Regions from separate parts of the Mus musculus genome. Here regions 1, 2, 3, 4, 5 and 6 are each linked to region 7. Evidence: chromatin contacts called from public Hi-C, HiChIP or PLAC-seq and promoter capture Hi-C data. All regions are on one chromosome and are shown on one strand. Each heading gives the region's core, a stretch centred on a gene start, on an enhancer-like site or on the middle of the called end of the contact. The rest is flanking DNA. Distances are from core to core; before and after follow the strand shown.

Region 1 (2,700 bases), core at 23-2,522, 350 kb before region 7:
AGTGCAGCACAGGCAGAGGCAGACAGATACCTGGAAGATTACAGGCCAAACACGATAGCCAAATCAATGAGTCCCAGGTTCAATGAAAGTTTTGACTCAGAAAGAAAGAAAGAAAGAAAGAAAGAAAGAAAGAAAGAAAGAAAGAAAGAAAGAAAGAAAGAAAGAAAGAAAGAAAGAAAGAAAGGAAAGAGAGAGAGAAAGGAAGGAAGGAAGGAAGGAAGGAAGGAAGGAAGGAAGGAAGGAGAGAGAGAAAAGAAGGAAGGAAGGAAGAAAGAAAGAAAGAAAGAAAGAAAGAAAGAAAGAAAGAAAGAAAGAAAGAAAGAAAGGAGGGAAGAAAGAAGGAAAGAAAGAAAGAGAGAGAGAAGAGAAGAGAAGAGAAGAGAAGAGAAGAGAAGAGAAGGAAAGAAAGGAGGAAAGAAAGAAAAGGCGGAAGGAAGGAAGGAAGGAAGGAAGGAAGGAAGGAAGGAAGGAAGGAAGAAAGGAAGGAAGGAAGGAAGGAAAAAGGAAGAAAGAGGATAATATCCTGAGAATCAAGGTCAAAGTCTGGCTAACAGGAAGGTGTTGGTGCTAAGTTCTAAGCATTGATCTACTACCTGAGCTCAGGATCAGACCTTTTAGGGAGGTGCAGATGCAGGGAGCACAAGCAGGGGCTAGCAGACCTAAAGGTACACGGGTGGCATGAAAGGATGCCAGCTCCCCCCACCCCAACCGCCACCACCTGCCTCTAAGTCTCCCAGTTGTCTGTTGTGGGTCTCCCTTCTGAAGGAGTAAAGGCTGGGTGATATTCGTGCCTGTCCACATGTGCACCAAAGCCTGGGGCGCATAATGTTGGGGGTACTTTGGGGGTTTCCATTTAGGCTGCAAAGGCCTCCTGAGATCTGGGAGGGGCCAGAGAGAGAGAGATTGAAGGAATCTTTAAGCTGGGGAAATCCACCCACCACACGCTAATCCTAATAGACACACATTGAATATACACAGTAATAGGTGGAATTTTTTTTTTAATAGAATGAATAGAATTGCAGTTCTGGGAGGCGATCGTGTCAGAACATAGACTCTTCTTGCACACAGTCAGAATGCAATGTGCCTTCCCTCAGGGCCTCGGCCCCTGTGAAGCCTGGGAAGCGGAGGACAGAGGAGGACAGCTGGGGAGAGGGAAGTCTATTGAGTGGCGCTGTGACTCTGACCCCAGCTAACAACTCAGGACTGTTTCACTTGCTTGAAGTGTGACTTTGGCAGAGAAATACAAACCCCGCCAGCCTGAAGAGACAGCTGGCTCCGGTCCTTCCCACTCAGAGATGACTCAGGTGGGGCCAGCCTCACTGCAGGCAGCCTTTGCAAGGCTGGCTCAAAGAATGCTGTGTTCCTAGTCAGATTTCTTTGTGGCCTCACTTAAGGCCTCTTCAGCATGCACCAACAACTCTACTTCAGGCTTCTCCGGGATGCCTTGGGAACAGTCGACTTATCCTTGTGACAGGAAGTGACTGTTTCAGAAAAAAATCATAATACCGGGCCAGCACAGGAGAGAAATGTTCAGCTTTCCACAAAAGGAACTTTGGGGCATCTTGGAGTCTTGATGCTAAAACGAGGCAAATGTATGGGAGAAAAATAAAGAAATTCAGTTTTATTTTTATTTTTTCTTTTTCGAGACAGGGTTTCTCTGTGTAGCCCTGGCTGTCCTGGAACTCACTTTGTAGACCTCGAACTCAGAAATCCACCTGCCTCTGCCTCCCAAGTGCTGAGATAAAAGGCGTGTGCCACCACGGCCCAGCTAAAACTCAGTTTTATTAATGGCTCATCTTGGTTACAAGGAATAACACCATCACACCATCTGAGACAATGGCAGATGGTGGGGATGTTGGGAGATGTGAGTGGAACCTATGGGTGCGAAAGTGAGGTTTACCCAGGACTCCCTCTTGAGTGCTTAGCATCCCAGTGGCTGTAGCTAGATGGACTTTTAAGGCAGTTGCTCATAGCGCTCTACTACACTGTTAATGGCCAGAGGAGATGGACTGATTGTCCCCACAAAAAGATGTCTTGGACTTATGTGACTTATGTGGAACTAGGGGGCTTTGCTTTTACATTTGGGATTTGGTTTTATTATGTGTATCTGTGGGTTTGCGTGCCTACAGGTGGCTGCAGAATCAAGAAGAGGATGCTGGAGTTACAGATGGTTGTAAGGCACCCGATGGACAGACTAATGAAATCAAACTCAGCTTCTCTGCAAGAGCAATGCTCTTGCCTGCTAAGCCAACCCTCCAGCCCCTGAGTGGGGTCTCTGGGGATGTGATCTCTTTAAAATGATCTGAGTGAGTACCAAACTCAATACAAGAAAAGACACAACAATACTCAGAGCTCACAAAGATGGAAGAGGGTCGTGTGAAGATAGAGACGGAATATAGAGGAATACGGTTATAGTCAGAGATCCAGGGACAGCAGCAGCCAACATGAGCTAGGAGGCAACGGAAGTGTCTCCTCCCAGACCTTCTGATGAAGCGCAGCCCTGCTGGCCTCTTGATTTTGGACTTACAACCTCTGGCTTGGTAAGTCCACATTGCTTTAAAGAGCCAGTGTACAGCTGTTCGTCACGGCAGCTCCGAGCAATGCAGGCTCGGCTGCACACACGGCTTTAGGCAGCTTCTGTGCCTCTTTGTTTCCTGCCCAACTGGTGGATACAGGTGAAATCTGCCCAGCTTTCCTTTT
Region 2 (2,700 bases), core at 100-2,599, 380 kb before region 7:
TAGGAGACAGCTATATTCTGAGACCCACGTATTCAGGGAGTCCTGTGAGAGGGAAAAAAAAAGAACTTTCCCTTCTGGCCCCTGCTCTTCAAATGACCCTATTGAGCATGGCTCTTTCTGTCGACCTCATTTCTGACTCATCTTGTAGTTGTGGTTCTGTGCTTGCCTCCTAGGGACTCCACACACAGATAAGCCTCGACTTCTCTTTACACTGGAGGAATTTGCTCGGAAGCTCTGGTCCCAATCCTGTGCATGGATAGTCGGTGCTGCGGGCCGGGGTGGATGACTCTCTGCAGGCTATTGGGGTGGCTTTTATATCTAACCACCTGTGCACAGAGGCGTTTTCCAGTATTTTTAAACCTTGCCTTGACAAGGCAATACATGGACATTAAAGACTCCCATTCTCCGGAAAAAGTGTTTTCATTTCTACTTGGTCCTTTTGGTCCTTTCTTCCTTCCTTTCTTCCTTCCTTCCTTCCTTCCTTCCTTCCTTCCTTCCTTCCTTCCTTCCTTTCTTTCTTTCTTTCTTTCTTTCTTTCTTTCTTTCTTTCTTTCTTTCTTTCTTTCTCTCTTTCTTTTTTTTCAAGACAGGGTTTCTCTGTGTAGCCCTGGCTGTCCTGGAACTCACTCTGTAGACCAGGCTGGCCTCGAACTCAGAAATCAGCCTGCCTCTGCCTCCCAAGTGCTAGGATTAAAGGCATATGCCACCACCCACGCCCGGCCCTACTTGGTCCTTTCCCATCCTTTGGCAAATTTGGGTGTTTCTTGGTCTGGCTGCTACAGTGAAGATAGAATTTTATGGCTTGATTTTTTTTTCTTTTTCTTTCTTCCTTTCCTTTTTTAAAAAACTTTATTGTTATAAACATCTTCTATGTCTCCATGATCCTCATATGTGTAATATGCCTTCTCGTTAAACATTTAGGACCCCCCCCCCCGCCACTCCCATCCCTTTACTCCCTAGCATTTAAGAACTAGACTTTAGGAAACAAAAACTGAACAAGCTGTGCCCCAGTCTCCAGATTGACAGTGCTCGCCCAGGCATTCCCTGCAAAGCTGGAGACACAGTAGCTGTGGGCTGGATGGATCCCAAACGCTGGGAGACTGGATATAAAATGATTAAAAAGTATGCATGAGAAGCCGCCGCAACCCTGGTGTCCCCAGAAAGTAAGAGATGAAGCAATATGCGTGTGGCACTTAAATTCTTCCAACTTCCAGCAACATAATCAGTTAACGAATCATGAGACTCCAAGCCACATGGAAACAAAGGCAGAAGAGAGAGCAAACTAGAGACAGAATAGGAGAGGCGGGAACGTTGAGCCAGGGGCGTTCCCATGGGGAGGGGAATCTTGCCAACAATGTTGCTTGGTATCTTTAATGCTTTGAAGAAAAGCCTGCTCTGCATAGAAGTTTTCACTGAGCATCTACAGGCAACTTGCGTCGAGAATTTCCAGCCCACCCCATGGGCAGAACACTGGACTAGATCCCGAAGAAACCCGGGCAGAAGAAAGAGGACGGGCCTCTGCTCCGAGGGCAGGCTTCTGTAAGGCCAGGGGAGCCGGAACACCCATGGCGGTCTCCTCGCAGGGTCTTGCAGACAGCTGGGGTAGCCAGCCAGCAAGCATTGTCCCCGCACAATTAAACAAGAATGCCCCACGTGACGGTTCCACTGTGAAAGTTTTCAAATAGTGTTTGGAATGTTTACATAATTGTTCAAAAGAGCCTTTTTCAATGTACCTGTTTACACTCTTCCCTTTGGAAATTCAGCAATCAGGCCATGGAGGACTCTCAGCCTCCACTTGCCGCCCTTGATTGCCGAGGAAGGAAAGAAAGGCCCGTCAGTGAATCGCTGGGAAAACATGCCCTAACAAACGCCCTGTAATGAGGGGCTCCGCTTTTGCAGGCGTAGCAGTGGCGGGGGGCGGGGGGAGGCAGGGGAGCCGGGGTGCAGAGCTGGGGGCCGCGAGCGCGCGGTGTAGCCCGTTTTTGTTGTGTGGCTCCCGGCTGGAGGGAGCGCCCCGACCCCGGTGCCTTTGTGTGCAAATTTCCCACCGGGGCCAAGCAACTTTCCACAATTTAATTAAGTGGCTTTAGAGTCCGGAGTTGGCCTAACAAGCTCCCGTTCATGAATGAAAGATTTGTCCCCCAGCAGCGGGGGCCCCCGGTGGAGACAAAGTGGGCAGCAGGGACCGCTGGCTCCGGCCGCCGGGAGCGAGCGGGTGGGGAAGCGGCTGCGGGGGGGCTGGCGGCGGTCCTTCTGGGACGCGTCTCACCTAGCTCGCGGCAAATATGCCATCCATATGCCCAGGATCACAACCGAATCAGCTCCATCAGGCCTGGCAAAGAGGCATTTAAATTGCTAATATTGTGCCGGGGAGCGTTGACAGCCTTGCCAAGGATCAGCTCTGTAGGATCCACAGAGACAAACCTGGGGTGGGGAGGGAGGACTCAGAAAGAGCCCAGCCGCAGTGAGAAATACGAAAACACAGGAGCCTACAGCCGTGGGGGATCCTTGGTAGCGAAATGTCAGGAGAAAGGGAGGAAGAGAGGAGCCCACCGTGGGGTCTTGGAACTGGTGGACCACTGGGACCCCTTTCTCATCCATTATTTCTGGTGCGTGGCCAGCTGGAGTTTCCCCCAAGGGTTCTCTGCAACTGAGCTTAGAGTTAGGATAAAGGGAAAGTAGGCAGAAACAGACAGACAG
Region 3 (2,700 bases), core at 20-2,519, 410 kb before region 7:
CATTCTGTACCTTTCATGCGTTTGCAGAGTGGGGTGATTCCTCCTGTGTGCGTGCGTGCGGCCCCAGGAGCCTCTGCGTGCCGCCCCAGGAGCCCCTGCGTGCGGCCCCAGGAGCCCCTGCGGGAAGCCAAGTGAGCTAGAGCAGCCACAAGGACAAGTTGGTGGCAGAGCATGGAGGGCTTCTGACTGGTGAGAAGTAGGAGGGACGGGAAGTGTGTGTGCAGTGCAAAGTGTGTGCTAATCACACGTCTGTGGGATCCAAGGACAGCAAAGCACGGATCGATGGCAGGAGTGACTGGTGGAGATGACACCCAGAAATGGGGGGAGGGTACAGCCCAGCGGGAAGCCCCTGCTTTGCTTCTCTGGGTAGGGGGAGGTGCTGTTATTAATGATGGGATGGATTAGAACAGATGGGTACTTTTGACACATTTTCCCATGTTGTTATTTTCCGATTTCCCATCTTCCCACCACCTAGTCATGTGCCTTTCTCTTGGTTAGGAGCGAAAGCACGTGACTTTGAAGAGAAGCCTCTGGAAAGAGAGTGGAAGTTGATGACACTGCCATTGAACTCAGAGACACACGCTCAACTGGTCCTGAGAGACCTCCGAAAGCCTCGCTGGATGTTGTGGATAAGCCACGGAGATTCCTGGGCTTTCTGGGAAGGGTTCAAGCTCACGCCTGAGGACCGGTTCACACTGGTTCTGTCACAGCCTCCTCCATCCTGGCAGCCATCACACTCGCCCTGATTACAGTACCTTCCTGGAGCCCTGAGGAGATTTGCATTGTAAATGGTGTTTGTTAGGGCCCAGAAATAATATTAATCATTGTAAAACAATTATGTTGCATAATTTGTACATAAAAAAGAAAAGCATGAAGCTTTGGCTTGAATTAATATTTCTAGAATTATGTATCTTTCTCATCCATACAAATAATGAGACCCTCATCTGCCCTTCTGGGTGAGACAGGCTCTGGAAGAAATAAAGATACTTACCTCCTTGTGGTTTCTGGAAACGTTTGGAATGTGTACAGAGCCATGTGGCTTGTATAGTTTGGTGTGGAAACAGCCAGGGATCTTGTGGCTGCAAGGGAAAACTTAGCTTTCTATAATTAAATCCTTATTGTAAAAGGTTGGACACAGATGGACAAAGGGAAGCTCCCAGAATGCAGAGCAGTAAAGCGGAGTGGCTTTGCCTGTGCCTCTGTTGCTCTCAGTCCAGGTGTAGCATTGGAGTAGGCAGGCATCCGTGAACAGAACTCTCAGACAGTGGGGACTTGCCGGCCAAACTTCTGGAATGGTAAATGGCACTTTTCCTCCACATATATCAACATCCGATATCTGAATGTGACCTTAATGGAAAGGGGTGGGGGGGAACAGGATGGACTCTGAAGTTGTAATTAAGGATCTTGACATGAAATCATCTTGGTTTTTTTCTTGGTATACCCTAAGCCAATGACAAGAATACAAGGAGGATGCCAGCTAGTGTTTATAATGCTGGAAGATGCTATGTGGTCTGTTGGGGGAGAAAGTCCACCAGTGATCTTATCCATCTGCAGACCCTATGTACTGCAATACTGACCTGCCAAGCAAGTTATACCCACGTGTGCAATAGTGGCTGACTGTTGGAGGTGCAGGTGGGGTAACCAACCACTTTCTGATTTGATTATAGGCCTGCCTGTTCCACAGACAGGAACACGTGCCTAGGGTAGAGTGTAGGCTCTGTCAATGGCTACTCTGCCTGACCTCTCACGTGGCTGGTGACTCTTCCTCTGAAGCATGGTGAATCTTTTCTCCTGCTCTGCTAGCCTGCCTGCGGGGAAACTGGAAGTCCTGCCTCTTTTGCCAAGCCATTAGCTGCTAGCATCTTTATTGATTGTTCAAGAGCCAATTGGTGAACAGGACCTTCAGCGTACATTCCCAATCAGAACATCGGAACCACTCCCTACAGCCTAGTACTGTAAACCTGGTCAGGAGGCTATGGCTGGGGAGGTCACAGACCTGAAAGAGTAACTACTATTGATGTTTTTCTAAATAGATGTGTAGTCAAACTGGCTTCCAAATATTTGTGTCCATACCCACAGATTAGCACTGTGTCCAATATTGCTCATAGAAACTTCTTTTTGCAGCAAGTGACACACACACACACACACACACACACACACACAAATGACCAAAATGCTAAGACGACATGACTGTTGAGTTCTTAGCCCTAAACAAGATATTTATGCCACCTCCAGGGAGCATAGTGGAAGAGGGGCAGAAAGAACCAGAGGATGGAGTGCTATGAAATGCTCTGTTGTGAATATGATATTCCCATTGCACTCATGAACACACACAGCAACTGAGCGTTAGCACTAGAGCAGAAGAGAAAAGAGACATAGACGTTGGAGAGGGACCAGTATGAAAGAAGAGGATCAGGAGTGGAAGAGCATGGAAGAGCAATGGGGCAGGGGAACTGTGGTCACAAGACATTACATACATACCTGTATAAAACTGTCAAGAATAAAAAACCGAAAGAGCACAGGAAGGAGACACACACAGGAAGAGAAGCAGAGGCCACAGGAGAAGAAGGTGAGGAGCTGAGTACCACAACCTCAAGCTCAGGTTCCTACAACTGGAAGAGATGAGCAAGAATTCTCTTGTAGAGCCTTGGAGGCCATGTGGTCCTGGCTACATTGTGATTTCAGACTTCAGGTTTCCAA
Region 4 (2,700 bases), core at 181-2,680, 480 kb before region 7:
AAGGATCCAGTACAGATCATTTTTTGTTTTGTTTTGTTTTTGAGAGAAACTCTCTTGTAGCCAACACTAACCTAAAATTAGAGATGTAGTCCCGGTAACCTTGAGTGTCTGATACTCTGCCTCTACCGCTCAAGTGCTGATATCACAGTATATATCACAGTATATATCATCACACCCAGTTTATACTGAGATTGGTGAATGAACTTAAGGTTTCCTGTATGCTAAGCAAGCACTCTCCAACTGAGCTACATCTCCAGCCCCAGTACAGCTATTTCTGTAAGGTTTATTTTACTTTCATTTGTGTTGGGTGGGGCGGGGATGGTAGTGGTATATACAGGTGTCCTCAGAGGCCAGAAGAGGGCATTGGTTCCACAGGGAATGGAGTTCCAGGCAGTTATGAGTCATGAGACCTGGGTGTTGGGAACTAACCCCTGTTTCCTGCAAGAGCATCGAGCCCACTCTTGGTAAATATCAATCAAATAAATTCACCAAGGCTGATATCGGGCCAGGCTCCTCATGCACGCTTTCTAACCAAATCTTTACAATAACCCTGTGAGGTTGATTGATAGGCCCGCGACCATAGGCTGAATCCATTTCTCAACATCTTAGTGGTGAACACGACATTGAACTGGAGTCCCGCGAATCCACCCACACTCGTGTTTTCTGAGCCGACCCCTTAGTGTCTTGAGGCTTCACTACCTGGCTCACAGTTCCAGAGTTTTGAGCCTCCTTTCCCTCCCAAGAAAAATGAATGCATCCATAAAACAGATCCCTGTCAGGGGCTCGAGAGTAAATTCTGAGGCCAGATTGAGACTGTTCACCAGCGAGCTACTGTCTGTGCAACCCTGAATGGGTGACTGGCTCTCTCTGTGCTTTAACCGTTTCATCTGTAAGGTGGGCTTTTGTTAAAAGCATTATTGCATTTACACATCAGACACTTATACAGTGGTAAATGGTTAACTGCCCTTGAGCATTTAGGAACCTCGTTCCTCTCCAGCATCCCTTTCCATCTCATCCTTTTCTCTCAGAGGCTCAGGAGGTCTTGCTGAGAGAGTTTGACCACCTACAGGTGGGAGCCCCCAAATTCAAGGACAGGACCCCCGACACAGTCAGTCCTCCCTGCAGCTCTGGCTCTGACTTTACCGCTGGCGATGCTCGCCCTCCCGCTGCACCTGCCCGGCTTCTGCTGATCTGTCTTTTGCTCCATTAGGCAGGGCCGCGGCCCCAGAGCCCCGCGAGCTGCCCCGCGCCCTTAGAACGCTTCGTCTGCCCGCGCCCCGCCGCCCCCCGCCCGGGGAGGTGACGGCAAAGTGAATTAGCGCGCAGCCGAGGGCGCGGGGGCGCCGAGGTGCCCGGCAGCTCCGCGGGCGCAGCACTTCCCGGCCTGATATTTGCACAAAGTGCTCTCAGGGCTCTTTACATTTGCTCTTGCCCGCGGAGTTAGCGTTTCCGCTGAGCGCCGACTTCTCCAAAGGGCGCCCGCGCCTGTGTTTGAGTAGCAGCGGCCCAGACTCGCCAGGCGCCCGGGTCCCCGCGCCCCCTCCATCTTACTCACCCAGCTAGATTCTTTGCATCAGCGCTTTCCATACATTTTTCCCATACACCACTCTGGGCCCGTCAGGTCTTGCCAGTTTCTGTCTATTTTCAGGTCTCTCTTCCGTCTTTGCAACACCCCTCCCTGTCCTGTCCATTCCTAGCTGCCTCCATTTTTTCCCCTGCTAATCTCCCCACACCCTCTGTTACCAGTCCCAGCTGCCCCTCACATCCCTGCGTTTTCTGTCTCCTTGGTAGCTAGGCCTGGTCCTTCAAGTCACTTCAAGGGTTCTTGAGGACCTAGGAGGATTGAGAAGTGTCCTCAGCTCTTATCTAGCCCCAGTCACTATTATGCTCTGGGATTTGGGATAACCAAAGCAACATCCACTAAGGCTTCCTACTCCCAGTCAGTGGGCTGCACCTCTATGCCAAAGCTGACTGTGAGCCTCCTTCTCGATCCTCTGAGCCAAAGTGTACCCCAGGGGCCAAAAATGCTAAGGTCTCCTTCTCCATTCACTGTCCCAGCAGTCTGACCGCCCCTGGGATTTCTGGGACTCTTGGACTGGAGATCAGTGGAAAGGCACCAGGAAACACAGGTGCCTGAGATGCCCTGTACCAGGTGACATGTGGCCGAGTCCATCATGAAGATGAGGTCCCATGAGAGGCTGGAGTTTGTGTTAGCAGACAAGGCACGGCAACACTCTGGCAGGCTCACCATGCCAATCCCCCTCTGCAATGTCCCCGTGGAGACACCGGGACATATGCATGTGCATGCACACACACGTATGTGGGTGTAAATGTGTGCATGTGGAGGCCAGTGGACAGCCTCAGGAGCCATCGTCAGGAATGGTGTTCACCTCCTTTGAGATAGGGTTTCCCACTGACCTGGAACCCACCATTTAGGTTAGATCGGCTCTCCAGAGGACCTTAACTGCCCTCAGTGCTGGTGTTACAAGCCTCAACACCAGGCTTGGCAGGGTTCTGGTGAGCCTCAAACTCTGGGGAGCCTTGTGGTTTCAAGACTAGTGCCTTACCAACTTCACCATCACCCCAGACCTGCAGAGTGTTTCTGCTCTGCAGACTAGAACTCTAGCAGGGTTCTGAAATACTTCGTGCATGTGTTTGCTTTAGCACAATACATTCTAATGTTACTTTTATCACTAAGAA
Region 5 (2,700 bases), core at 78-2,577, 300 kb before region 7:
GGGAGTGGGGAAGGCTCTTGTCTGTTCCTGACCCCAAATAATATAAGTTGGCTTCCAATTCAGAGGAAGTGGCCTAAAACTTGCTCAGCATTTAATAGAACTTGTACACCCAGACATGCAAGTAGACATAATCCACACCTTAAGTTTTGCACACACTCTCAGAAGAAAACCCCATAGCTACAGCATCTCTAGCTATTCAATCAAGTGTTCCTAGTTCAAGGGTGCCATTGGATCTTTTGTTTGTTTGTTTACTTACTTATTTATTTACTTTTATTATCTAATAAAATATACCATAATTATATAAAAAGAATTATTTAAATTTATTATTTGTGTATATTTATTTACTTACTTACTTATTTTGGTCTATGCAGATGGGGTCTTGGATAGCCCAGGCTGGACCAAACTCACTGTGAACAAACCTTAGGATGACCTTGAACTCCGACCCCTCCTACCTTCACCTCCTGAGCTCTGTGACCCTTGGCAGGGATCTCCAGGCCCTCTCCAGGCTCACTGTGACTTGAAGAGCCCTCCAGCAGCCTGAAATCTCACAGAAGCACTGTAAGTGTGCACCTGTCGAGCAGCAGCTGCACTGTGGCTGAGCCACAGTGAAAACTTTAAAAATCCATCCCGGGTGCTCCCCACCCCCCACCCCGAGGTGAAGGACTCTGCTTGACCCCAAACACCAAAAATCCTTAAAACTTCCTCTTCCTCCCCGCCACCGGAATCCTGTATCCACCCCTCTTCTTCCCAGGGGAAGCAGGAGATGTCCAGGCTTCTGCCTTCTCGGCACAGACAGCCCCTGTCACCAAAAGAACTAGACAATTCAGTCCCCACCATCACGGGCACCGTTTAGCCTTCAATTTTCCTGCCTACCTCGGGATTAACTCAGTCTGTGAGACTTCCCTGGGCCATTTAAGGGAGCACCACACTTCTTTCTATTCCCCAGAAATTGTAACCCGGACTTGGTTTTGTGATGCTAATTGCCTTATCTTCATAAATTCTACAGTCTTACATAATTTACCCGCATTGTAGCAGGATTTCCCAAGAATAAAAAAGCAGGTGCCGTCAATGGTAATTTGAATAAGAAAAGACATGTTAAGTGGGTCCTCTCTCACTAGTAATAGAAATTAATTAGCTTTGAGCAGCTTTGGAGGTTTTTGCTTTTTTTTTTTTTAAATGCTGTAACCTGTTATGTTTTCTAATTGTATGGAAAGAAGGTTTGATTTGATCACATTATTTGGTGACGGAGGGGTCTCTGTTTGGAGTCAAAGGTGCAGGAACAGTGGCAGTCAGAGGGTGGGAAGCCACCAGAGGCAGCGCCACGTTGAGAGTACAGGGCTTTGTAGTCAGATAAACTGAGTTCTGAGCTACTGTGAGTTGCTTGCTAGTTCTGTGACCCTGGACAAATCCCTTCTCCTCTTTAAACATCAGCTTTCTCACTGTATGACAGAGGCCTGAACCGGAGGAGCGAGCCTGGGGCTGAGCACAGGCTCTGGGGTTGAAGTTGGATGTAAGCTGCAGTCTGTCACTCCCGTTGCTTTGTGACCCTTTCCTAAAAAGATACCTTTAATTTTGAAAAATGTAGCATGTTCTTTAATGGAAGCAATGGGTTGTGGCGGCTCAGACCTGTAATACCTAGGGCACTAGCCTGAGAAAGCTGAGTGGGAAAACTGTGGTGAGTTAGAGGCCAGCCTGAGCTATCAAATAACCATTCCCCCCCCAAAAAATCTATACCCCACTTATAATCTGGCTTGAATTGGCTCATTTCACCCACACAAAAATAACTTGTCAGCAAGGACTGCAGCTTCCTGGAGCCTCATCACTGTCTTGCAGCAAAATTCTCCTCTTCAGCCTGGCTGAGCTGGTCATTTGTCTCTCCACTGGCACCTGAAGCTCACAGGAATTGGCGGACAGCCACTGTGCAGAGCTAGGATGGGGTCTGCTTCCCCCTGAGTCAGAACAAGCAAGATGGGCAGTGCCCGTATCTTGAACCTCAGGGGAGAAACAGAGAGAGCCAACTCAAAATGGACCAGTCATTAAGTTCTCAAAGCTCCCCTCCAGTGATGTATAGCCTTCAAGAAGGCAAGGCCTCCTCAGTCTCTGGAACAATGACACTAACCAGGGACCAAACATCTCTCGTTTAAATATCACACCCTCCTAACTACAGGTATATCTTTTAGCAGATCCTCAAGAAGTAGGGCATACATAGGGCATACATTGGTTCTGATAACGAGACTTCAACACAACCTTCTCATAAGTCAAGAGGGATGTAGAAAGTCTGAAATCTGAGCAACACTACCAGCCAGCTTTACCTAATTCATAGCTATGGGGCCTTATCTCAGACATCCACAGTATGCAACTCTTCTCCCAAAGAGATACATATCAGACCTTAACATAAACCCCAATAAGCTGCAAAGGACTGAGAGTTAACGAACTATGTCCTCTAACAATGGTACATGTAGACTCCTCAAAAGTAATAACTTGAAATATTCATTTAAAAAAATGTTCCACATAAGTCAAAATTGAAGATGGTGCTTCTACATATCCGACACAACCCAGCGATGCCCCCAAAGGAAAATGTAAAGTGGTCTGAGCAAATGATAATGAATGTGCAGTATATCAGTATGTGGGGTGGAGTGAAGCAGCTCTCAGAGGAGAATCGATCTCCTGTGTGGTTCAAATACTCATCTCTGGAGAGAT
Region 6 (2,700 bases), core at 112-2,611, 450 kb before region 7:
CCCTTACTTCCAAGAGACAAGCCCCATATTTTGAGGGCTCTGCAGCTGTCAAACTAGTGCTAAATCCTAAGGACAAGAGCCCGTGGGCTGCATTTCAGATTAAAAGCCTAACAGGTCATAACGGGATTTTGATTTCATAGAACTGACATCCTATAAGAAAGAGACTCCAATGTATGTGTTTTCTCCCCTACTCTCTCTCTCTCTCTCTCTCTCTCTCTCTCTCTCTCTCTCTCTCTCTCTCTCTCTGTGTGTGTGTGTGTGTATGTGTGTGTGTGTGTGTGTGTGTGTGTGCGCGCGTGAGATATAGTGAGAAGGTAGTCGTTTGCTTGCCAGAAAAGGGCCCAAAGGCCAGTATCCTTAGCACCTTCAGTAGCGTTGGCCCCTACCTAGTATGTGTCCAGAGCAGTGGAGAAAACTGAGCAGTTACTCCCAACATGGCTGGAAAGCTGACTGGTTAGCAGAAATGGTAATGTTCTCTTTCCTCTCAGCTCTGTCTTCAGTGACACCATGCTGGTACTGTGACCCACCATAGCAGTAGCATTTACACTGCAGGAATTGGTAGACACTACAAACTAGAGCTTTTACATGGAGGAGCCAGTTATTAAACCTTCAGCACACGCTATTATAGACTACATCAAACATATAGAAGAAGTATGTAGGGGCCAGGATCTTAGACAGCAAGGGTCTTGGTCCTTCAGGACATTGCCTGGTGACATGCTCTGGGTTTCATCGGCTAGAACACATGTTAAAGCCCTTGAAGACAATCAGGTCCACGCTTCATTTCACAGATGGAAAGCCGGGGTCCAGAGAGAGGAAATGACTTGCCTAGGGTCTCTCGGCACACGTGGCAGCAGTTCAAGGTCATCTCTATCTAATCCGCTCAAACTTATAAATCGTGTAGGTAGCGGGTAGTGGTGGGGGTGATATGCCAGAGGTTTTCTGGCCTAGATCAAGCATCCACGCTGCTATTTGGGGGAAGATTTCGTGAGGATGGGGTTGTGTTTTCCTGGTTTCCTGGCTGTTCCTTCCTCTTGTGTTTGCACACCCCACAGGGTGTAGTAGAGAGATAAGCGAGATGCACACTCTATAATCAATAATGCAGCTTCTTCTGTCTCTGAGTGGAGTCTGTGGAAGTCGATGAGAATAGCACAGCTTGTAAATGTGCAGATTGGACCGGAGCCCTAAAGTGCACCCTAGAAAACACGGCTGCGTGTTCTTCATCTACAGCTAATTATAACTTTATTCATTACAGTCTGGCTCATAAGATTATAGACCTAAATCAGGAATAGAATATGTGTTACATATATATTTTTATAATACTTTTCCTCCGTCAGAAGTGAGTCTCTGCCTCGATCGGAGGCGTGAAGTCAGAGTCCCGTCCCTGAGTCAGGCATCTGCAATGTGGCATTTTCTGTCGCCGCCCCACACTTTGCTTAAAGCAACGTGAAGGTGTTAAACAACTCAGAACGAACCCGCCCCGCCCGCCCCACCCGGCAAATCACAGCGCCTGTCAAAGGAAGATGTAGAAGGAGTTATTAATCTTTGGGGCCAACTGTTTTTAATTATGTACATACAGTATTCAAATTAGTTTCAAAATGGTCTTGGAGGTTCAGTTCTTCCCCGCAGTTTATCCTGCCGGGCGTGCGGCCTGTAAGGGCCAAGGCCGAAGTCAAGACTGAAGACTGCCCTTGATCTATAGGGCTGTGGATCCTTGATCCACAGAACCCCTTGAGGATCAGTGTTTGGACTTCTTCCACTGTGGCTCTTTCCTTAGGTAACCTCAGTGCAGGCCTTGCTCTGGAATAGCATCTATATGCTAATGATGTCAAAACATGCTCTCTAGCCCTATTCTGTGCTCTTACCGGCACACGTACCTGCTCCACTTCAGTTTCTTCTTGAGGGCTTTGTAGACATCTGAAGGCTTCGATGCTCAAAGCAAAACTTGATCTCTAGCAAAGCATACCCTGCCCTGTGCTGCCCCGAGTATTCACATATACACGGTCACTATTTCTCAGTCAGTAACCACATCGGTGTGCTCACCCTGCAAAGCCATGGGATAGTCTGGATTCTTCTTTGCTTTCCATTCCCACACCAATGAGCGTATTTAATGGCCGACACACATTATACCCAGACGTATTCTCCTCCTCAACTGTGTCGTAGGTGCTCCCCGGTTGTCACCGTCTTGTCCTAGGCCACAGTAGCAGCTCCTTAGATCATATCACTGCTTCCTGCCTTGTATTTCCAAGGCCTATTCTCTACCCAGTAGCTGGAGGAAGTCTTTACACAGTTGTGTCCACTTCTCGGCTCACAGCCCTCCCATGGCACAAGCACAAACTCCAGATGCTCTGCAAGAACCTCGAGGGACTCTTCCTGAATCCAGTCCCAGCCTGTCCCCCGGCTCTCATCATCATGCTTCATGCTGTATGACAAGTCACTGGAACTCTTGAAACTCGTTAAGCCTCAGATACAGGACACACTCATTCTTCACCACTAAGATTCATCTTGTCATTAACCAGGTTGGAATCCGTCAACTGTTAGTTCTTCATGAGTTCTTCCCAGAGGCAGAGTCTGGACAGGGAGAGGGATGACCAACCCTTTCCACACCATCTCAGAGTACTGTCCTTATGGCTAACTCTTCTTGATGATATAACAGAATCCTTGACCAACATTGGGTATCTTTTGTTTCTTCCTTCCTTTCTC
Region 7 (2,700 bases), core at 194-2,693:
GAAATCTTTGAATCACTTTGAAGCAGAAGAAGGTCTAGCAGTGTACAGAAGCCCAGCAGAGGAATAGGCAGAAGTACGGAGGCATGCAGACTGAGGAAGCACACACCAGCTCCAACTGAGGCCCCCTCCACTCAGGATCCTTAGGAGAGACACAAAACAAGGACAGGGATGAAGAAGTTGGCCGCATCCCACTGTCCACTTCTCCAACAAGGACACCTCGAACTCAATTCCCTATCAGACAAGTCCGAGTTGACTCCACGGGAGGCTAGACAGCTGCCAGCTGCCAGCTGCCAGCCTGCACATTGGATTTCCGAGGTGCCCAACTGTCCTTCCCTAAGTCAGTCCACAAATCCTATTCTGCAAGTTTCCGGGCGGCATAACCCCAGCACAACCAGCGCTGCCGACAGACCACCGGTTCCAGCTGGGAGGAAAACAACACGAAAAGGCTACAGCAGCGCAGGACAGGGCCCAGTGTCCATTCCCCACCCACTGGTGGCGCTTTCTCTGGAACCAGTCTCCACCCCGAGGTTCTCTCATTCCAGAACCCTGGAGCCCAACTGGTTCCTGGAGCTTGCATCTCCGCGTACAGGCTCAGCGGCTCACTGTCCTGGCTCAGCACTGCCCACGCGGTACTCACCTGGCCTCGGTGCCCAGGGAAAGGAAGGCGAGCCGGCGAGAGGCGTGAAGCCCAAGCCGATCCGAATCTGTCCGTGCCTGCTGCACTTTCAGGACTGCAGAGGTCCAGCTAGTTGTGGCGCTGAGTCTAGAGGGAGTAGAGGGAAAACCAAGACCTTGGGAGAACGCGATGCGACCTGGCAGCCGCAGGAGGCGAGGCCCCGGAGGTTAGCAGCCGCGCGGTACCGAGCCGGGAAGCCACGCAGCTTCGCTCTCGCTGCAGCCCAGACTCGCGGGATCCTGGCCCGCAGGCAGAGGCGCAGCGCAGGGAAGAGTGCGGGGCTGAGTCTCTGCTCGGAACCCGAGCGCCTCCCGGAGCCCGCAATCCCCCGCCCGCCCCAGTGGGATGCAGGCGGAAATTGAGCTTGTGTGGAACGTGGGGACCGACCGGGCTCCGAGTCTCCCGCGCTGCGGTGAGAGCGGGGCCCACGCAGCCGGGACCGGAGGGGGTGCGGTCCCAGTGCCACCCCCGCGCCACTCCCCACGTGGCGGCCGCGCCCCCGGGGCGTGAATGTGTACGCGGGCGGTGGTGGTGGGGGTCATGAATGAAGCCCCAGCGGCCAATCAGCACTGCCGGCGCGCGGGACCCCGGGAGCGAGACCCAATAGCGAGCTCCGGGTTGCAGGCCCCGGCGGCGGGCGGGCACGGGGGGAGGAGGCCGGGGCCGGGAGGCGGGAGGCGGCTCCGCGGGCAGCCAATGGGCGGCGGGCGGGGTGGGGCTCCGGAGCGCCCAGCGGGTCCGGGCTTTAAGCCGGCGGAGCGCGGCGGCGGGGCCCGCAGACGGAGCGAGGCGGCGGCGGCGGCGGGGCGGCGCAGGGCGCGGGGCGGCATGGCCACCACCGCGCAGTATCTGCCGCGGGGCCCCGGCGGCGGAGCTGGGGGCACAGGGCCGCTCATGCATCCCGATGCCGCCGCGGCGGCGGCAGCGGCGGCCGAGCGGCTGCACGCGGGGGCCGCGTACCGCGAAGTGCAGAAGCTGATGCACCACGAGTGGCTGGGCGCGGGCGCGGGCCACCCCGTGGGCCTAGCGCACCCTCAATGGCTACCCACGGGAGGAGGCGGCGGCGGCGACTGGGCGGGCGGCCCGCACCTGGAACACGGCAAGGCAGGCGGTGGCGGTACCGGCCGAGCTGACGACGGCGGCGGTGGCGGCGGTTTCCACGCCCGCCTGGTGCACCAAGGGGCGGCCCACGCGGGCGCGGCATGGGCACAAGGCGGCACAGCGCACCACTTGGGCCCCGCCATGTCGCCGTCGCCCGGGGCCGGCGGGGGTCACCAGCCCCAGCCGCTCGGGCTGTACGCTCAGGCGGCCTACCCCGGTGGCGGCGGCGGCGGCCTGGCCGGGATGCTGGCGGCGGGAGGCGGCGGCGCGGGACCCGGCCTGCACCACGCACTGCACGAGGACGGCCACGAGGCACAGCTGGAGCCGTCGCCACCACCGCACCTGGGCGCACACGGACACGCACACGGACATGCACACGCGGGCGGCCTGCACGCGGCGGCGGCGCACCTGCACCCGGGCGCGGGCGGTGGTGGCTCGTCGGTGGGCGAGCACTCGGACGAGGATGCTCCCAGCTCCGACGACCTGGAGCAGTTCGCCAAGCAGTTCAAGCAACGACGCATCAAGCTGGGCTTCACCCAGGCCGACGTGGGACTGGCGCTGGGCACCCTCTACGGTAACGTGTTCTCGCAGACCACCATCTGCCGTTTCGAGGCCCTGCAGCTGAGCTTCAAGAACATGTGCAAGCTCAAGCCGCTGCTCAACAAGTGGCTGGAGGAGACCGACTCGTCCAGCGGCAGCCCCACCAACCTGGACAAGATCGCGGCGCAGGGCCGCAAGCGCAAGAAGCGCACGTCCATCGAGGTGGGTGTCAAAGGCGCGCTCGAGAGCCACTTTCTCAAGTGTCCCAAGCCGTCTGCGCACGAGATCACCGGCCTGGCCGACAGCCTGCAACTGGAGAAGGAGGTGGTGCGTGTCTGGTTCTGCAACCGGCGGCAGAAGGAGAAGCGCATGACCCCCGCGGC

Evidence for each region. Promoter capture Hi-C pulls out the DNA fragments that hold promoters and counts their contacts. Hi-C and Micro-C count contacts between places; a contact is called where the count stands out from the background. HiChIP or PLAC-seq counts read pairs in DNA pulled down with a chosen protein or histone mark.
Region 1: a promoter capture Hi-C map of hippocampal neurons shows a contact between it and region 7, with 5 times the contacts expected there. The contact joins the enhancer-like site here to the promoter of Pou3f1 in region 7. A contact is called at or near these places in 9 of 39 promoter capture datasets (the 3T3-L1 cell line, cranial neural crest, embryonic stem cells and 5 more), 6 of 484 Hi-C or Micro-C datasets (cerebral cortex, cortical neurons, nephron progenitors and 1 more), 12 of 115 datasets of contacts at active chromatin or transcription factors (bone marrow-derived macrophages, craniofacial prominence, embryonic basal ganglia and 7 more) and 1 of 9 other capture datasets (adipose tissue).
Region 2: an H3K4me3 HiChIP or PLAC-seq map of embryonic forebrain shows a contact between it and region 7, with 10 times the contacts expected there. The contact joins the enhancer-like site here to the promoter of Pou3f1 in region 7. A contact is called at or near these places in 5 of 39 promoter capture datasets (cranial neural crest, embryonic stem cells, frontonasal cranial neural crest and 2 more), 7 of 484 Hi-C or Micro-C datasets (cerebellum, embryonic stem cells and nephron progenitors), 19 of 115 datasets of contacts at active chromatin or transcription factors (astrocytes, bone marrow-derived macrophages, craniofacial prominence and 10 more) and 3 of 9 other capture datasets (embryonic stem cells, liver and pancreatic islet).
Region 3: an H3K4me3 HiChIP or PLAC-seq map of neural tube shows a contact between it and region 7, with 8 times the contacts expected there. The contact joins the enhancer-like site here to the promoter of Pou3f1 in region 7. A contact is called at or near these places in 15 of 39 promoter capture datasets (the 3T3-L1 cell line, the C10 cell line, cranial neural crest and 8 more), 12 of 484 Hi-C or Micro-C datasets (B cells, ECoMG myeloid progenitors, the G1E-ER4 cell line and 8 more), 19 of 115 datasets of contacts at active chromatin or transcription factors (bone marrow-derived macrophages, craniofacial prominence, embryonic basal ganglia and 12 more) and 4 of 9 other capture datasets (adipose tissue, embryonic stem cells, liver and 1 more).
Region 4: an H3K4me3 HiChIP or PLAC-seq map of forebrain shows a contact between it and region 7, with 9 times the contacts expected there. The contact joins the enhancer-like site here to the promoter of Pou3f1 in region 7. A contact is called at or near these places in 7 of 39 promoter capture datasets (the 3T3-L1 cell line, cranial neural crest, embryonic stem cells and 4 more), 14 of 115 datasets of contacts at active chromatin or transcription factors (craniofacial prominence, embryonic basal ganglia, embryonic forebrain and 8 more) and 2 of 9 other capture datasets (embryonic stem cells and liver).
Region 5: an H3K4me3 HiChIP or PLAC-seq map of embryonic basal ganglia shows a contact between it and region 7, with 2.8 times the contacts expected there. The contact joins the enhancer-like site here to the promoter of Pou3f1 in region 7. A contact is called at or near these places in 7 of 39 promoter capture datasets (the 3T3-L1 cell line, cranial neural crest, embryonic stem cells and 3 more), 8 of 484 Hi-C or Micro-C datasets (embryonic cerebral cortex, embryonic stem cells, ganglionic eminence and 2 more) and 13 of 115 datasets of contacts at active chromatin or transcription factors (bone marrow-derived macrophages, embryonic basal ganglia, embryonic forebrain and 8 more).
Region 6: a contact with region 7 is called in a Hi-C map of cortical neurons. The contact joins the enhancer-like site here to the promoter of Pou3f1 in region 7. A contact is called at or near these places in 8 of 39 promoter capture datasets (the 3T3-L1 cell line, HPC-7-derived erythroid cells, cranial neural crest and 4 more), 9 of 484 Hi-C or Micro-C datasets (cerebral cortex, cortical neurons, embryonic stem cells and 3 more), 19 of 115 datasets of contacts at active chromatin or transcription factors (bone marrow-derived macrophages, craniofacial prominence, embryonic basal ganglia and 10 more) and 2 of 9 other capture datasets (adipose tissue and pancreatic islet).

What each region holds. Positions count from the first base shown.
Region 1 is chr4:124,301,854-124,304,553 of GRCm38.p6, forward strand. 1700021L23Rik (RIKEN cDNA 1700021L23 gene) reads right to left here. Exons shown (of 5, transcript NR_166446.1): 5 at 982-1,576. Among named protein-coding and RNA genes, the nearest start is that of Gm12916, 3.3 kb to the left of the region's middle. Within about 2 kb of position 1,273, at least 9 of the 459 cell types and tissues checked have an H3K27ac peak or open chromatin away from gene starts, as enhancers often do. A contact at or near this core is called in hippocampal neurons, where this site is marked.
Region 2 is chr4:124,275,717-124,278,416 of GRCm38.p6, forward strand. No RefSeq gene overlaps it. Among named protein-coding and RNA genes, the nearest start is that of Gm40242, 4.7 kb to the left of the region's middle. Within about 2 kb of position 1,350, at least 51 of the 459 cell types and tissues checked have an H3K27ac peak or open chromatin away from gene starts, as enhancers often do. A contact at or near this core is called in astrocytes, cerebellum, embryonic forebrain and 4 more, where this site is marked.
Region 3 is chr4:124,243,987-124,246,686 of GRCm38.p6, forward strand. No RefSeq gene overlaps it. Among named protein-coding and RNA genes, the nearest start is that of Gm40242, 27 kb to the right of the region's middle. Within about 2 kb of position 1,270, at least 2 of the 459 cell types and tissues checked have an H3K27ac peak or open chromatin away from gene starts, as enhancers often do.
Region 4 is chr4:124,177,386-124,180,085 of GRCm38.p6, forward strand. No RefSeq gene overlaps it. Among named protein-coding and RNA genes, the nearest start is that of Gm40242, 94 kb to the right of the region's middle. Within about 2 kb of position 1,431, at least 19 of the 459 cell types and tissues checked have an H3K27ac peak or open chromatin away from gene starts, as enhancers often do. A contact at or near this core is called in craniofacial prominence and forebrain, where this site is marked.
Region 5 is chr4:124,359,369-124,362,068 of GRCm38.p6, forward strand. No RefSeq gene overlaps it. Among named protein-coding and RNA genes, the nearest start is that of Gm52719, 7.6 kb to the left of the region's middle. Within about 2 kb of position 1,328, at least 8 of the 459 cell types and tissues checked have an H3K27ac peak or open chromatin away from gene starts, as enhancers often do. A contact at or near this core is called in embryonic basal ganglia, where this site is marked.
Region 6 is chr4:124,205,395-124,208,094 of GRCm38.p6, forward strand. No RefSeq gene overlaps it. Among named protein-coding and RNA genes, the nearest start is that of Gm40242, 66 kb to the right of the region's middle. Within about 2 kb of position 1,362, at least 4 of the 459 cell types and tissues checked have an H3K27ac peak or open chromatin away from gene starts, as enhancers often do. A contact at or near this core is called in cortical neurons, where this site is marked.
Region 7 is chr4:124,656,203-124,658,902 of GRCm38.p6, forward strand. It overlaps Pou3f1 (POU domain, class 3, transcription factor 1), which reads left to right and starts at 1,444. Exons shown (of 1, transcript NM_011141.2): 1 at 1,444-2,700. The coding sequence starts at 1,505. Gm2164 (predicted gene 2164) reads right to left here and starts at 1,285. Exons shown (of 11, transcript NR_168006.1): 1 at 638-1,285.